3 separate regions of the Podarcis muralis genome follow, and all the other regions are linked to region 3. Evidence: chromatin contacts called from public Hi-C data. All regions are on one chromosome and are shown on one strand. Each heading gives the region's core, a stretch centred on a gene start, on an enhancer-like site or on the middle of the called end of the contact. The rest is flanking DNA. Distances are from core to core; before and after follow the strand shown.

The links. Hi-C and Micro-C count contacts between places; a contact is called where the count stands out from the background.
Region 1: a Hi-C map of blood shows a contact between it and region 3, with 4 times the contacts expected there. The contact joins the promoter of LOC144328694 here to the promoter of RRS1 in region 3. A contact is called at or near these places in 2 of 3 Hi-C or Micro-C datasets (blood and tail).
Region 2: a Hi-C map of tail shows a contact between it and region 3, with 4 times the contacts expected there. The contact joins the promoter of ARMC1 here to the promoter of RRS1 in region 3. A contact is called at or near these places in 2 of 3 Hi-C or Micro-C datasets (blood and tail).

Annotation. Positions count from the first base shown.
Region 1 is chr8:34,442,693-34,445,392 of rPodMur119.hap1.1, forward strand. It overlaps LOC144328694, which reads left to right and starts at 1,355. Exons shown (of 4, transcript XM_077932942.1): 1 at 1,355-1,494. The coding sequence starts at 1,457.
Region 2 is chr8:34,866,868-34,869,567 of rPodMur119.hap1.1, forward strand. ARMC1 (armadillo repeat containing 1) reads left to right here and starts at 1,299. Exons shown (of 7, transcript XM_028736838.2): 1 at 1,299-1,575.
Region 3 is chr8:34,632,244-34,634,943 of rPodMur119.hap1.1, forward strand. RRS1 (regulator of ribosome synthesis 1) reads right to left here and starts at 1,259. Exons shown (of 1, transcript XM_028736817.2): 1 at 1-1,259. The coding sequence starts at 1,134. The coding sequence ends at 52.

The sequences.
Region 1 (2,700 bases), core at 105-2,604, 190 kb before region 3:
GGATTTTCCTCCTCTAAAAACTATGTGCGTGTTATGGTCGGGTGCGTGTTATAGAGCGAAAAATACGGGTATATTTTGGGGGTGGTAAGTTGAGTGTCTTACATATTGAAACAAAATAAAAAAATTCCTTCCAGTAGCACCTTAGAGACCAACTAAGTTTGTTATTGGTATGAGATTTCGTGTGCATGCACACTTCTTCAGATACTTACGTATTGAAGGAAGAAAAAATAACATTAATATATTAATGGCAAGAGTCCAGCAACAGGGGAAGGCAAGTGAGGTGGGGGAGACCTGGGAGAGCTCCTTATGGGGGCACTTGTCCACCTTTGGTGCACCCCATGTTAGAGCACACACTTTTCCATGACGTGGAAGTGTGGTACCAGTCTTGTAGCCCCGTAAAGTCTTAACACGTTTATTAAGACAGGGTAGTCCATTAAAGGTTATGCCATTATAAATGTGTCAGACCCTCCGACTGTCCCAGGGACAGTCCTGGATTTTCCCAGATAATCTCGTCCTGGTTTCTGATTGTCCCACTTTTCCTTAGGATGTCCCTATTTTCATTGGAAAAATGTTGGAGGCTATGGAGTTATCCAGCCCCAAGCCATTTGAAGGCAAGTTAAGTTTTTTTAATGTTTTATTCTATTTTTATATGTTGGAAGCTGCCTAGAGTGACTGGGGCAACCCAGTCAGATGGGTAGGATATAACAGTAAAATTATTATTATGGAATAAAGGTAAAGGGACCCCGAGCATTAGGTCCAGTCGTGTCCGACTCTGGGGTTGCGGTGCTCATCTCGCTTTATTGGCCGAGGGAGCCATCATACAGCTTCCAGGTTATGTGGCCAGCATGACTAAGCCGCTTCTGGGAGCAGTACCTATTTATCTACTTGCACTTTGACGGGCTTTCGAACTGCTAGGTTGGCAGATTATTATAGAATAGGGTGTCCCTATTTTCATCGGAGAAATGTCGGAGGGCATGACGTTAGTCTTATAGGTGCCACAAGACTTTTTTTAAAAAAAAAATTCTTGTCTTTACGGCCACCACTTTGGAAATCAGAGAAAAGCTATAGCTGATCTCTTCTTCCACCGCGAGAGGGTGCGAGATTCAAAACCCAAAATCTCTGGCGCGCAACCAGCATGGATTCCCCCGCCCCCGGAAAAAAAAAACCTTTTTCGCACGTCTCTGGCAAAAAAAAAAAAAAAGCATCTGCCCTGTTGCCTTTTGGGTTAGCCAAGGTGATGAAATGTTGGACTCCAACTCCCGTCAGCCTCAGCTATCCAGGCCCAACTTTCAGGGGATGATGGGAAGTGTAGTCCAGCAATGAAACTTGTCGGCCACCTCGCCCGGAAAAGAGCGAGCGCAAAAGGCGCGTGGCTGGGTGGAGGAGGGCAGGAGGGCTGGTCACGTGCTCCATGGACTTATAATTCCGGTTCCGGCCACGCTCGCGCTCCTTTCTTATGGAGGTCTGCGGGGTTTCGCGTGATCTGCAGAACAGGTAAGCCATTTGAGGGCGAGAGGGGGGGTGGGGGAGGCGGCGGTTTGCGCTGCCTGGACGGCTTGGGGTGCTCGCGCCGACCAGCCTGGCTGCCTTTCCTCCCTCTTCCTCGCCACGTACCTTGAACTCAGCTAGGCCAGGACTCGTGGCGGGTAGAGCGCGCGGAGAGCTTCCCGCCTTCAGCTGGAAGCCGAGGCGGGGGCGGGTGGGGGAACCGTTGTGGGTCTGGATGCCTTTTTTCATGGACGGGGCCACGTCGCGCTCCCTCACAAAGAGGATCCCGCGCGGCTCCCGCGCCTGATAATTGGTCGGGGCTGGGCACCTTTGCCCACTTCTGGAATGCAATTTATAGAATGAGTGGTTGTTTTGGGAAGCCTTGTTATGCACTCACTTCTTTAGAGCCTTCAGCCCACTCTTCTATTCCCCCCCAAACAGTGGAAGGAGATGAAGGTAAAGTTGTCTATTCCATTAGCAGATGGACCTTACTGCATTTATCTAAAAGCAGTTTTTGTCATAACGTGCTATTGCCATGTTACCTATATTCCTCGTGTAGTAACTTGAAAAATAGAGGATTGTTAATACACGTCATGCCAGAGCTTTCCCAAATATGTGTTGTTGTGACACAGTGTGTAGGTGTTTTACAGCTCCCCCGGGGCTGGAAAGGGAGCGGGCAGACCGCTGAGTAGCTGCTGCCATGCTGCACAGGAGCCTCCCCACCTTGCCTGCCCGCACGCTTTCCGTTCCTCCCTGGTCGAGGCTGCTTGTCAGGAGCCCAGATCTGATGATCCATGCTTTCCAAGGAGCCATTGGCGTCTCATTCACTTGCCCCGCCCCACCATGTGCTGCCTGCCTGGCTGGGCTAGGTGCTAGCCCTCCTCTCTTCTCTTGCAGCTCTCCTGCCTCTGGGCCAGTGCAGCGCCAGGCCAGCATGAGGCCCTGGCCCAGGATGGAAGAAGTCTCCTAAGTGCCCTGCAGTAGCCAAGACTAGTTGCCACCCATCCTCACTGGCTGCTGGATCCCACCACTTTGGCTATGCACTTGTTGCAGAGACCACCACCACCACCTGCTCTGAGGGAGTTTAAGTGCTGATGCTGCTATTTTCATGTTTAATTACTTAAATTGCAGTTGAATTAGCCCCTAAAATGGATAGGTTTCTAATTAAGAAATGTTGGTGAAGATGGTGCTTACAATGAACAGAATATAGCA
Region 2 (2,700 bases), core at 49-2,548, 230 kb after region 3:
CAAGAAAAAGCCCATTTCTCAATAAATTTATGGGGAGTTAAATACCACTGATAAAACGTCTTATAAGTACGGAAATTGATAAAATGCATGTTGATACAGAAGAATGCATCCTAGTCAAGACACCGCATAGTCTTCCTTTGATGTGGTCCAACTTTAGATGGAGTCCAACAGGGTGGCAACAGCTTTGCCACAACGCCCCCTGGTCCTGACTGATTTGTTAAAGTCTTATGGCAAAAAAACTCAAGACTTAGGAAGTCTGCCTGATTTCTATCAGTTAAGATAGCTGATAGAATGGAATGCTGTTTATGTTGTCAGTTTGAAAATAAGGAAGATGGAAAGCAGGGGAAGAGAGGGAATTGACTTGCTCTCCCCGGAATAATTTAAGGGGTGTTTCAAGACAATACCATTTTTCTTTCCCACTCTCCAGAACTGGATACCTCCCCTCTTATTTCATATAGGGACCCACGTTAGGAGCTAGGAGCCCTCTATTGCTATATGTACTGTATAGTACAGCAGGGGGAAACTTCAGAGCCTTCTCCTCCCACCCCTCAATTCTTCCTGCTCTAACCTAAGAACACTCCTGTGGAGCAGATCCCATTTGTAATTGTTTATCTATTGAAGTTTTACCCTGCCGTTACTCCAGGGAGCTAAGGGTAGCGAACAGGGTCACCCCACGCTCCATTTTTTAATGTATATTTTTGGTTTTTACGAGTGGAAAAAAAGGTTTTATTCATAAAGTACTCCAAAATTCGTTTATTTTTCAGACTCACGGCATGCTGGTGAAAGAGGAAATTAAGGCTGCTATCCAAGCCCCACATGCCCAGGAGTAAGCCCCATTCAATTCAATACGACTTACTCCTGAGTAGAACTGGCTAATAAGGCTGCCTGCATTCCCAAACTAGAGATGAAGAGCCATTCAACGCAGCGGGGCTTACTTCAGAATATACATACACGGGACTGCGCTGCAACACTTCCTTTTCAACCTGCGGTAGCAAACCCCCGTGGAAACACCCACAAATAAATCCCGCTGAACAGGAGCGGGACTCGCTTCCCATAAGCGCTCACACAATCGCCCTGTTTATCCTTTTCGCCTACAACTCCGCTCGCGCCATACTCTCGCGTGACAGCGAAAGCTCACGGCGCCGAGAATGGTCTCCCTGGGACTTGTAGTTTCTTAGGTCCACCTTAAAAAAAAAAAAAAGCCTCACCGGCTCCAACCCACAATGCCGCGGAAGTCCAGCCAGCCGCATTTCACCAATTAGAGACGCGCGTAACAAGGCGAGCCGCGACTGGCCAGGAGGTGCTTTCGGCTGCAGCCAATGGGGTCCCCCGGATCGCCGAGGTGCCGGAGACCTGTGAGCGCCCGCCTGGCTGGGTGAATGTTGTCTCCGGGGGTAGAAGGTTCCAATCCTGCTGACCTCTGGCCGGGCGCCCCGGGGTGCAAAGCGCCTTCTCCCCGCCCGGCCTCCTTTCGCACGAGGGCGGCCTCCGCGGCAGCAGATACGTGACCTGGACCGTTCCTTCTTCTGGCGGGGCGGGAGCAAGAAAGCGCCTCCCCTTTCGCATCCTATGAAAGTGAGGGCGGGGAATGGGGGACCTTCGGAGTGGGGAGTCGGTGGGGAGGAGGCGGCTGGTGAGGGTTAAGGGCTGTTGGGCCCCTGAAGGCAGGGAAAGCCAGACCAAGGAGAGTGACCCCGGGCAGGGTAACATAGAGTCCCCTGACCTCTTCCCACCCCAACCACAAGCTCTTATTTTAAATCACCAAAACATCAGGGATTTCTAATGGCTGCCTTTCTCTCACAGGATCAGCTTATGTATGTTTACTCTGAATTAAGCCCAATTTCGTTTAGTGGGGCTTTGTCCCTGCTAGCCTAAAGTGTGGTACTGTGTGGAGACTCAGATAGAAATTCCATTGGGTTCCATGGGCAGCCCTCCCAGGTAACGGGATATGACTGCAGCAGAAGCTGATTTCAGTTATCTGGCCCTAGGGAATGGGGAGGAGGTTTAAGCGCTGGCGCGTAAGGTAGCAATCCCTTGTGTACTGAACTTCTGATATTTTTGCGATACAAACCAGTACGTGAAATAGTACAAATGACCAACATAGCACCTTGGATGTCCACATCTGGGAATAAGTTCCATCGCAGTGAGCTAGATTTACTTTTGGTTAACTATTTGGTTAACGGTTGTTTCATTTTAGAAAAGGCTTGCTGAAGCATCTAAGACTTGGTGTTTGAATATAGCCACAGTGCTATATGGTGAGTTGCTTTTGTTTTTCAAAAGAGAAACAAAAGTGATTTCTTTGGGTCTTGATTTTTTTTTATCAGACTGTGCATATGCTTGCAAGAAAGTCCTATTGAAACAAGTAGGACTTCTAAGAAGGCATGCATACACCTGGCAGAGTTTGAGTATGAACTTGTGCATGCTTACCAGGGAGCAAGCCCTACTGGCAGAGTGGGATTTATGAATAAACATGCATATAGGATTGTGCTGTGCACTGAAATAAGTAAAAAACAACAACAGTGAAATAGATTAGGCATATTTGTTTTATTTAATCACATATAATTCTTAATATGAGCATGTTGTCAGTCTCTGGCTCAGGTTGTGGTCAGAAGCTGTATAAAGTTTCTTTGGTGATATTTGTGTAATTCTGAATCAGTAAATAGCACAAATATTTGTCTGGCCCTAAGGACCATCAATTTC
Region 3 (2,700 bases), core at 9-2,508:
AGTTCTCCTTAGATGATGCACAGCTGCTCCTGTCATCCTTGGTGACCAGGCTCATTTTCTTTTCCCCTTGAAGCCACCACCTCCCGGTCTCCCGGCCTTCCCTCTCCGAGCTGCCCCTCCACTTTTCTTGCCCTTGGCCCCACCGGGCCTCTGCTGCTGCCGCCGGCCCCTCTTGCCCCGCTGCCCCTGCTTCTTGCCCTTGGCTTTGGCAGCCTCGGCTTCATCTTCCCGCAGCTGCTTGTTGACGGCGCGGGTCAGGTCCAGAGGCGTCTTTTTGCTGCCCAGGCTCCGGACCAGCTCCAGCTGCCTCTTCTTCTCCCCGTCGAGGTCTCCCAACACGGGCCCGAAGCGGCGCTTCTTGCCCCGGGCGCTTTGGGGCGCGCGGGGCTCCTTGGGGAGGCGCGGCTGGAAGCGGCCGACGGAGGCGGTGGAGACGCGGGCGAGGGCGGTGACTCGGCCCAACTCGGAGCGGTCCTGGTGGCCCGTGGGGTGCAGCTCGGCGGCGGCGGCGGCTCCTCCGCGGTGGGCGCGCGCCAGGTTCCTGAGGCGGTTGTACTCGTTGCGCGCCACTTTCTCGCGCTTCTCCTGGCGCTTCTTGGCGAACTGGTCCTCGAGCGGGTGGGCCGAGTCGGGCACCTCGAGCAGCCAGTCCCGGGACGGGTCCCCGCCGGCCCTCTGGTAGCCCCAGCGCCTCCGCCACTCCTTGGCCGCCTCGTCCCACACCAGCGTGCCGCGCTTCTTCCGCGTGGGGCGGATGCCTTTGAGGCGGGCGAACTGCTCCCAGCGCGTGAGGGGCTTGGGCTTGGGCAGCGGCTTCTCCCGGGGCAGCCGCGTCGAAGGGTCCGGCAGCCGCGCCACCACCGGGCCCGCCCCTCCCTCGGCGCGCTCCGACGGCAGCGCCCACAGCTGGCCCACCAGCAGCTGCGTGTTGTCGCGGGCCAAGGCGCGCAGGAGGGCCTCGCGCTGAGGGCAGCCGGCCCCCACGCCGCGCGGCGCCGGGTTCTTGTCCACCGCCAGCAGGTTGCCCACGTCGAACTCCAGCTCCAGCTCCTTGTGCACCGTCACGCTGCGCTGCGTCTCCGCCTCGCGCTCCTCGGCGCGAGCCAGCAGGTCCTCCACCGACGACGCGGCCATTTCCGCCAGGGGGTCGCCAACAGTCTCTTTCTCTCTCTCCACGTGCGCAAAGAACGCTGCCCGGCTCCACGAAAGGTCAGAGGGACTAGTTCCGCTGTTTGAGGGAAAAGAACGGCAACCGGATGTATCGTCAGCGCGGCTTTCTTACCATAGAGACGACGGGAATCATGCGGCAGCGAATGGTCGACACGTCAACTACAACTCCCAGCATGCAATGTTGCAAACGGCGCGCATGGAGAGTTGGATAGTGGGGGATGTAGTCGGATGGGGACTGGAAAGTAGTTCGATGGGGAAGTTGGGGTTGGTTTGCGAGGGTCGCAGGGTCTCCATCCCTGCCCTAGTGTGTGAAATGAAAGCGGTGGGTTAGTAGTCCTGGCATTGTCGATCACGGTGCCACAGAGATGGCTGCCAAAATAAACAGGGAACAGCCAACTGCTGCTGTCGAATGCGGCGGTGGGAGACAGGCCCGTGGAAAATTTTGGTACATAGATGGAATAGGCGTGCTCTGTCCTAGTCCCTGTACTGTACTTATTCCACAATTTCAAAACTGCAATGCAGTTGGAGAGTATTTAGGCACATTCAGGCTGGTCAGTGACTAGGTAGGCTGCAATCCAAACCACTTTCAGTCAGAAATAAACCCTAATGAATTCAGCTTTGCCCCATGTAAGTGGGGTTAAGATTGCAGTCTAAGAAAAGTATAAAAATTTGTCTTTGTTCTTAGCCTTGGTTTCCACAGCAGGTTAAAAAATGGAAGTGTGATTGCGTGTATTTGATCCAATAGCTTTTTCTTTGGAAATTATATTTGAAACAGGTTTTTCATTCCTAAGACGTTTGAGGCCGTGGCACAGTTACTGAATCCCATACACATTGTCAGTGCTTTTTGGGGGGGCAGGGGTACGCATACCCCTAAACATTTTGTGAATCTTCGTACTTTTGTCCATTTACTGTATTTTCCCCGATCTAAACTATAAAATGGTGATTTTCTTGAGTCAAAATGAGAATACCTCTAAACATTTTTTTAAAGAAAAAAAGCACTGGACATACTTAAAAAGAATAAAATCTTTCTCAGATCTATTTATGCTGTGGCTCAAAATCCATTTAAAATAGGTTTCAAGGTAATTTCTCTAAAACAATACTGTTAAGTACCACAAGATGGTACTGTGCTTTGACAACTAATATTTCCTCCTTGCTTCATGCAGCTCATGTTTTTCAACAGAACAGAAGATTCAACTAATTTTTATAGAAGATTCACAGAGAAATCCTATGTCTATTTTATTGTATTTTAAATATATTGTATGCTGCTTCAAGAACTTCAGTTAGTACATGGGGTATAAATGTTCCAAAGAAATAAACAAAACCTGTGCATACCTACTCAGTAAAGCCAAATTTACAACGAGATTTGCTCCCAGGAAATTATGGCTAGAATTGCAGTTTTAAGGCTCCTACTGTAAGTTCTCCATATGCCTTTGGGTAGCACTGTAGCTAAATCCCTATAGTATTAAACATTGTCACTATCATAGCTTTGGCACAAAATGGTCCATAATCCTGTACAATATGCTTCATACA